2 separate regions of the Mus musculus genome follow, and region 2 is linked to region 1. The links are chromatin contacts, called in public HiChIP or PLAC-seq maps. All regions are on one chromosome and are shown on one strand. Each heading gives the region's core, a stretch centred on a gene start, on an enhancer-like site or on the middle of the called end of the contact. The rest is flanking DNA. Distances are from core to core; before and after follow the strand shown.

The links. HiChIP or PLAC-seq counts read pairs in DNA pulled down with a chosen protein or histone mark.
Region 2: an H3K4me3 HiChIP or PLAC-seq map of bone marrow-derived macrophages shows a contact between it and region 1, with 5 times the contacts expected there. The contact joins the promoter of Usb1 here to the enhancer-like site in region 1. A contact is called at or near these places in 1 of 39 promoter capture datasets (pre-B cells), 3 of 484 Hi-C or Micro-C datasets (CD4 T cells, CD8 T cells and effector CD8 T cells) and 6 of 115 datasets of contacts at active chromatin or transcription factors (the SCID.adh cell line, bone marrow-derived macrophages, large pre-B cells and 3 more).

The regions. Positions count from the first base shown.
Region 1 is chr8:94,708,953-94,713,390 of GRCm38.p6, forward strand. No RefSeq gene overlaps it. Among named protein-coding and RNA genes, the nearest start is that of n-TLcag4, 7.1 kb to the left of the region's middle. Within about 2 kb of position 2,294, at least 109 of the 459 cell types and tissues checked have an H3K27ac peak or open chromatin away from gene starts, as enhancers often do. A contact at or near this core is called in CD8 T cells, bone marrow-derived macrophages and memory CD8 T cells, where this site is marked.
Region 2 is chr8:95,330,249-95,334,686 of GRCm38.p6, forward strand. It overlaps Usb1 (U6 snRNA biogenesis 1), which reads left to right and starts at 2,036. Exons shown (of 7, transcript NM_133954.2): 1 at 2,036-2,217; 2 at 3,120-3,286. The coding sequence starts at 2,114. Zfp319 (zinc finger protein 319) reads right to left here and starts at 1,563. Exons shown (of 2, transcript NM_024467.4): 1 at 1,273-1,563.

The DNA of each region.
Region 1 (4,438 bases), core at 1,044-3,543:
GCGCTAATTGTTGTCAAAGTTAGGGTGTTTATTGCTGCAATGAAACAGTATGACCAAAAGCAAGCTAGGGAGGAAGGGGTTCATTTGACTTACACTAACATATTGTTTATCCTCAAAGGGAGTCAGGGCAGGAACTCAAACAGGGCGGGGACCTGGAGGCAGGAACTGATGCAGAGGCCATAGGAAGTTGTCTGCTCCTCATGGCTTGCTCAGCCTGCTTTCTTATAGAACCCAGGGCCACCAGCACAGTTCCTGACTACAGTCAGACCAAGCCTCTCTAATGCTGCTTAAAAAACAAAACAAAACAAAACAAAACAAAACAAAACAAAACAAAACAAAACAAAACAAAAAACTAACAGGCATGGGTGGCAGAGATATGGTAGCAGGGAGTGGGAAACTCTTTCCCATGCAGTATAGCAGTATTTACTCTGTTCAGATGGTTTTATCCCAGTAAACAAATGCCACGGTGAATACCTAGGTGTTCCAGTCTTAAACATGTCCCCATGCCCCTTGCTAGAGTACTTCACGCAGTTCACTGTTTTCTGTGTTACTACTGGGTGGGGGGAGTTGTTGCCTCTACGGCTAGAGACCAAAGTGCCCACAGTGCAGATGGCCAAATGCTCACTGCACTGAGAACTGGGTCCCTGTGTTCCTGCTCCAGGATTGCATCTCAGGACTGGAATCTCCGAAGCTAATGCCTGGCTGTTGAGGAAGAGGTCTCCTTTCCCTCATGGCTCGGTCACAGTTTGCTCATTCTGCTTTCTTACAGAACCAAAGAATACTCGCCCGGAGGTAACCACACCCACAATGGGCTGGGACCTCTTCCATCACTCACTAGTTAAGAAAATGCCCAACTGGTAGATCTTATGGAGGTGGAGGCATTTTCTTAATTGAGTTTCCCTCCTTTCAAATAACTCTAGCTTGCATCATAAAACTAGCCAATATGCTAGTTGTATCTAATTGAAAATGTCTGTAGAATCAGGGCATGAACCTCCTCTGGGAAACTGGGGGTTCTGGGAAGGTATGCACTTTCTGTGTGTATCATGAGGCCCTAGGCAGACAGCTGCTTCCCAGCCTTTCAGGGTCATCTCTAGACCTAACAAGTTTGAATCCAGTATCACCGACTTTCTGAGGCCCAAATCCATCTTAGCATGATTTCTGAGGAGAGACGGGAGTAGAGGGGGGTTGGGAGTAGGGGGTGGCATGGCTCTGGGAGGGAAAAAGAGCAGGAACCGGTAGCACAAACCCTTTCCCATAGGCTCCAGGGTTACAATGCCTCCTCCTTAACCCACCATTAAACAGGAGTCCCTGGGCTGGTACTCAGGGTGGGACTTGATCCTGCGTGTGTTGGGGGTTGGTCAAAGAGCTGAATAGGTAGAAGGAGACCCATCCCCACAACCTCAACAGTCAGGCGTTAGCAGGGGAGAGTCTAGTCCCAAAATTGCAATCCCAGGGCAGGAAAACAGGTACCCAGTTCCCAGCTGCAAACACACGTGGAAGAGTCTGAATTGGAAGTGCTTTAGTCTGCTCAGTATCGAACATTCCTAAGATGCCTACAAGGTCCCAGGGAGACGAGGGAAGTCCCAGCCACTTCTGCCATGTGGAGGGTGGCTGTGGTGGGGACATCTGTAGCCAGTGTTTCACAGAAGCAGCCACATGCGTAATAAACAGCCTGGCACGTTCAGGTCAGAGAACGCGGCTGGGGGCCAGGGAAGGCTTCTGTTAATGAACCACTAATGAGCCATTTTTAAGCTGGATGTAGTAATTCATATTTGTGAGCCTTGCTACTCAGAGGGTGAGGTGGAGGGATTGCTCTAGCTCAGGAGTCCAAAATGAGTCTGGGAAATCTAGCAAGACTCTCATTAATATATATTAATGTTTTATATATATATATATATGCATATATACACATGTATATGCATATACATATACACACACATATATGTATATGTGTGTGTAATGTATATATTATGTAATGTATATAATATATAATGTATATATTAGCCTGGTGGATCATACTTGTAATCTCAGTATTAAGGATGCTTGAGGCAGGGGAAAACCACATGTTGGAGATTTGCCTGACCAATATACATATTATACTATATTATACTATGATATAACAAGTCCTTTCTTAAAGAGACAAAACCAACAACAAAAGAAGATGAAAAACTGCATTTATATTTTGGAATTACCCACCATCTTTCTCAGGATAGCTGTGGGGATATTTGAGGTCCTGGGAACAGAAAACCAGAATCACTGTGGCTGCAGCCAAGGTATGAGGCTCTCTGCTGGCAGGACTTGAGGCTGGGCAGGCTCTGGTGAGTTCGTTTGGGCTATCCCCGCCTGGCATGGATAAGGCAAGCATGCTGCTGCCAGAAACCCCTCGGGCTTGGACACCAGCCTGGAGCCAGGAGCCCAGCCAGCAATGGGAGAGGATTGTTACCTGCAGAAGTGGCTGTGAAAAGCTAGGGAGATGGGAACTTGGCCCCTACAGCCAGTTTTCCTTTCCCCCTTTCCATTTAAGGGCATGTTATTCTTCCTCCCAGTGAACTGCCCAAAGCCACCAGCTTCTGTGTCATTTCCTTCCCTCTAGGAGGGAGGCCGAAGGCTTTTGCTTTCCTTTTTAGACCTTCACCGCAGTGAGACTCAAATTTCCCTTTTCTTCTCTCTCTCCCTCTCCCTCTCTCTTTAATTCTCCCTCTTTCTGATTTAAAAATATTTTAAATTATGTGCATGTGTGCATATGAACATGAGTGCAGGCTGCCCAGGAGGCCAGAGGTGTAGGCTTTCCTTGCTGGAGTTACAGGCAGATGTGAGCCACCTGGTTATGGGTGCTTGGAAGTAGACTAGGATCCTCTGCAAGGCAGTACCTGTTCTTGACTGCTGAGCCATCCTCCGGCCCTCTTACCTCCCTCTTTCCCTCCTCCCCCTATGGATTTTTTTTTGGGGGGGGGGAGGACGAGATTGGTAATATCTTACTGTGTAGCTTGGTATAGAACTCACTATGTAGACCAGGCTGGATTCACAGGGGTCATATCTTTTTCTCTTTCTAGATACAGCATCTCACTTTGTAGCCCAGGCTAGCCTAGAACTCATAATCCTCCTGTCTCTATGGCCCAAGTACTGAAATTATAGGTGTGTTCCACTATGCCCAGCAAAGTTTGGATTTTGTAAACTTCCATGTCTCTTTTCCCTCTTTCTGTCTATTTTTTTCCCCTTTATGGCCAGAGAAGGATTCAGGGAGGACCAGCGGTAAAGGAGTGAACATCAGTGTGTTAAAAGGAAACTCCAACCATCATTAAATATATATCATTATTTAAATACCAAATGACGTCTCTCAATGTGGTTGTACTTTTCATGCCATATATATTCATTTATATATGACACACACATGTGTCTGCATGTGCACATGTGTCTTGGCTACTATTCTATTGCTGTGAAAAGGCACCATGACCAAGGCCAGCTCTCATTTTTTTTTAAGATTTATTTATTTATTTTATATATATGCTGACTTCAGACACACCAGAAGAGGGCATTATATCCCATTACAGATGTTTGTGAGCCACCATGGGGTTGCTGGGAATTGAACTTCGGACCTCTGGAAGAGCAGTCAGTGCTCTTGACCACTGACCCATCTCTCCAGCCCAAGGCATCTCTTATAAAAGAAAGCATTTAACTGGGGGCTTGTAGGACCATCATGGAGGGAAGCAGACAGGTGTGGCACTGGAGCAGTAACTGAGAGAGTAACTGATCCGTAAGCATCAGGAGAAAGGGGGGAGAGGGGGAGAGGTGGAGGGGGAGAGGGGGAGAGGGGGAGGGGGAGAGAGAGAGAAGAGAGAAGAGAGAACCTGGTGTGAGTGTTTAAAACCTCAAAGCCCATCCTCAGTGACACCCCTCTCCAACTAGGACACACCTAGCCACAGCTCACCAACTGAGGACCAGGCATTCAAACATATGAGCCTATGGGACCATTGCCACCCAAACAGCCATATATACTTAAATAATTCTAACAATATCTTTGCCATGTAAATCTCCCACCAAAGTTGTAGTCTCCTGTCTCTGTTTAAATCATTCATAATAACCTGGAATGTGGACCTGAGAGAGATTTAAGGATGACAGAATATGTGAAGCATAAACCTAAGGCCTATGTAAGATGGCAAAACTTTCTGTTTCAGGCTGGCTCCCTTCTGTGCGTTAGTCAGAACCTATAGCACACTATTATTAAGGAGGTTTTTCCTTTGTTAACCCCTAAGTGTGCAGAAGATTCCTCACTGGATGGTATATTAACTCTAGAACACTTCCATCTCATAGGTCTGGTAGATAAAGCTTTCCTCCTCAGGCTTGGGGGTACCTTTACCCACTGGTTACCTTCCTGGCCCTAGACACTTTATGCAATAGAAAACTTCTAAGGTCTGTGCTAAGCATTTCTTATATATTG
Region 2 (4,438 bases), core at 786-3,285, 620 kb after region 1:
TATTAAGGCAACAATACTAAGAACCACCTAAAAACCCTCTCCTTTGAAAGACTGGTCTACGTTCCTCTTCACCTGCACTCCAGGCCTTTCCCAGGGCACATGCCACTCTAGCTTAACAGGATTAATGGCCTTTCTGGGACCCAAACTCCTGGCCAAAGAGGGTTAAATAACAGGTTTATAGACCCACTGATCAGGTGAACTTCTTCACTCTAGTTATCTCCCAGAGGAACATAAACAGAAGTCCCTTACCCTCTGAGTCTTTGACTGTCAAGGTGTAAGAAATTGTTCTGTTTGCCTGAATTGTACAGATAAAGCATGCCCCAGGGTGTGTCTCCTCCAAGTCCCAAATATTCACAGTAATCACTGCAAGATAAAGCCCACCTAACCACCGCCCCCACCCCATGCCAGCAAATCTCTAATTCACCACTTTGAGATAGTATTAAAGCAATCCCACAGAGAATTATTTTTGGAATCAAAGGCAGCCTCCTTTCTAGGTTCTCAGCTGCTTATAGATTTAAAAGTTTGCAAGTTTTCTTTAAGGGAAGGAAAGTAGAGAATGTTCCCATAAGCCAGCTGGCTTCTAACTGTTCTCTTAAAGAAACCTAAGAATCAAGCTAAAAGTTGTCACCCTCAGCATCTTCTGGGAAGGGAGGGAATAAAGAGGCTGCTGATTTGGGGTAGTACCTAGGAGTACGACCAACCAACCACAGCTGGCCATTTTAGCGTTCCTAAGGTAGAGAGGAGCGGTGGACTGCACGGAACACTGTCTGATCTAGCTGTACTAATCCAACTGTGTGTTATTTTTCCTGGTATGAATGGCTGCCAGCCCCATCAGCCGCCCCCACTCCCCACCTCCTAGAGCAACCCCACTGCCTACCCTGACCCTTCTCCAGTAAGGAGAAGCCAGGAACACTCTTAGCTCACTGCACAAGAGCTGGAGAGAGAAGTGGAGAGGAAAGGCAAAGAGAAGCCCCCACCCGCGCCCCACCCTAGCCCTTTTTCCTCTCAGAGTCACCGAATGAAAGCTGATCTCCTCCCATCAGGCCCAGCTGGGCTGCCTGCTGTCAGCTCCTGCTCCGGATGGCCCAGCCACTGCGTCCCGAAAAGGGGGTGGTTCCGGCCGAGGAAGGCCCCAGAGCCTCAAACGGTGCCCGGGAAGCAACTGTACTTCCAGGCCCAGCCTGGATCGCCTCGGAGCTCAGGAGGCTCTCCCTGGGTGCAGGGGCTACTGGAGTGGCCCCCAGATGCAGTCCCGGGTGCCCTGCCACTCACCTGCTCCAGGGGTCAGGCGCGGGACAAGCGAAGACCAGCTGCTTTCTCTGCCGCCTCTTTATTCCGGCTCCATCCGCCGCGGCGCGGCCTACGCGTCCTGCCAATCCCCGGGCCTCGCGTAGCAGAGGCAGGCAGCGCGGAGTCGGGAGACAGGTTTGCAGCAGCCGGAACCGACGAATCGACCCGCGCACTCGGGTTAGCGGGACCGGGGCAGCGGACGGACGGGCGAGCGGACAGACCGACGGGTCTTGCAGAGACCGGCGGACAGAGGGTCGGCGCGAGGCCGGGTAGGCGGGGCCGGGGGAGGAGCGGCAGCCGGGGCGGCGGCTGCCGAGAAGCCCGCGGCGCGGAGCGAGGCCGCCCCCTGTCGGGGACCCGCGGCCCCGCTGGCCCGAGCCTGTGGGTACGGAGGGGCGGGGCTGGAGCCTCGGGATCCGCTCGCCGGAGCCTACGGTCGCGGAGGAGCCGGGATCCTCATCCCCGGCTCGCCGCAGCCCCACCTGACTCTCCGGTCTTCTGCAGCTGACCTGCGGCTCAGCTCGCTCTCAAGAGGGATCCTGAGACTCCAACTTTTTGCAAGTCTGGCAAACAGACCCGCAGACCTGTGGAACCCACACTGGGGCGACGGAGTGATCCGGAAGGCCGCCTCCTACAGCCTTTACCGCACAGGCGGTGGCCGCCGTCCGTCCTAAGCTCCACTGGGCTTCGCCCCCCGGGTCGCCAGGCCCCGCCCCGAGGTGGAGCTACTCTAGGTCCCGCCCCCCACAGAGCACTTCCGGCTCAGAGGAACTCCGGGCGTCGGATCAGGTTGTCGGTGGACACGGCTTGTGGTCGAGGCCCCATGAGCTCGGCGCCCCTGGTGGGCTACAGCAGCAGCGGTTCAGAGGATGAAGCGGAGGCTGTCGCCGCGGGGCGGAGCAAACCGGGTACTGGCTTCCACCGTTGGTGAGGATCGAGGAATTTTTCTCTCTCGAGCGTAGATTCTTTTGAAACCCTAGTGGGACCCGAGCCTCCCGGGGAACCAAGAGGGTGGGTCAGTTCCCCGGTAAGAGAAAAAGGGATGTCGAGGGAAAGGATTCAGGACACACCCTGGACAAAGCCCTGGAATGGCACTACCACACACACACCCTGGCTAAGGCAAAGTTGGGAGTGAGGACACGGGTTCAAGTCCAGCCCTCTCCGTTGGTGCGTTTTTTTTTTTTTTTTTTCTCTTTTGGAAAGCAACTATGTTTCTTCCCAGATGTTTCCTCGTTTGAACACTATGCAATAATAACCCAAGCTTTTCGTTCGTCTAGTAAATGGTTAATGAATAGCCACCGTGAGCCACACGGTAGACTGGAGACACCAGCCTGTTGAAAAACCCATGAAAATCTCATGCGCCAAGAGGCTTAAATCTTCGAGGTTCTTAAATACTGGTCTTTGCTGACTGTAGTGTGTCGGTTCATTGCACAAGAGCTCTAGCAAGTAAAAATATGCTCTACACGTGAGGAAATTAATGTAAGCCAAGATCACAGAGCTACTTGAGTTCAGGCCTGTCCAACTATCTAATAGGGACCTCCAAGCCACACTGCTACCTGCTGAAATGTTTCCATGGGGACCAAGAGCCAGCTGAGGTCTGCCTTCCCAGCTAGGAAACTTAAGCAGTTCTAGAAAGCTATGGTTCTTTAGTAGAAGCTCAACCCCTTCCTGGAAATGAACACTCAGCCATTGTGGCTGAGGGAGGAGGATCAAGTTCGAGGCCAACATGGCAAGACTGGTGTGGGTAAGAATCACTGTGCATAACAGCTTAGAACTACCGTTGTTCAAAGGGGTATCAATGAGGATAAATGTGTGTTCTTCTTTTGCAGTGGCCAGAACCCCGTTCCCAGTGAGAAGCTTCCAGTGCCTGACAGTGTGCTAAGTATGTTCCCCAGCACAGAGGAAGGGCCTGAGGACGACAGTGCAAAGCATGGCGGTCGAATCCGAACCTTTCCCCATGAGCGGGGCAACTGGGCCACCCACATCTACATACCGTGTGAGTCACTGACTAAAGTGCCTCTAGCTCTGGCTAGGAGGAAGACACCAGGGCTGCTGTGTGCTGGACTCAGCTCCCACCGCAGACCTGAGGAGACAATGGACTGCCTAACTGCTGAAGTAGACCTTCCTGCACTGGGTGTTCTGTCAGCTACTGGGTGTCTCATTTCTGCACCTCTAAAGTGGGGGTGATGCTATCTATCTCTTTGGAAGATTAAATCAGATAATCTATGCCAATTAGCACAATACACAAAATGGTGGCTCTGATTTTGTGTAGACTCACCCATTACCAGTATCCACCATCCAGAGTGCTATATTACAACAGATGAACCCACTTTTTTGCTATTGTTGTTTTGTGGGTTTTTTAATTTTGTGGGTTTTTTCATTTTTCATTTCATTTCATTTTTTGTTTGTTTGTTTGTTTGTTTGAGGCAGGGTTTCTCCATGTAGTCCTGTCTGTCTGTCCCAGAACTCAGACATCTGCCTACCTCTGCCTCCCAGATGCTAGACTTAAAAGTGTATGCCACTACCACCTGACCTGAGCCCACATTATAATCACCAAACTTCACAAACATTTAATATTATGGCTAATCTTTTTTTCTTAGGTATTATTTATTTTATGTTCATGAGTGCTCTATCTGCACATATACCTGTGTGCCAGAAGAGGGCATCAGATCCCATTTTAGATGGTTGTGAGCCACCATGTGGTTGCTGGGAACTGAACTAAGGACCTCTAGAAGAGCAGCCAGTGCTCTTAACCCCTAAGCCATCTCTCCAGCCCCCTGGCTAATTTTTGTGGTATATATTCTATGAATTTGGGCAAACTTAAAAAGATGTGCATCTATATTATCATGTAGAGTAATATTACTGCTATAAGAATCCTTCATGCTACCCAGGCAGTGGTGGCGCATGCCTTTAATCTGCACTTGGGAGTTAGAGGCAGGCAGATTTCTGAGTTCGAGGCCAGCCTGGTCTACAGAGTAAGTTCCAGGACAGCCAGGGCTACGCAGAAAAACCCTGTCTCAACCCCCCCCCCCCGCCCCCCGAAAAAAGAATCCTTCATGCTCAACTAGCTACCCCTGCCCTCCACCAGCCATCTATTCCCACAAATTTGCCATCTCGAGAATGTCACAGAATTGGGGTCACTCAATAT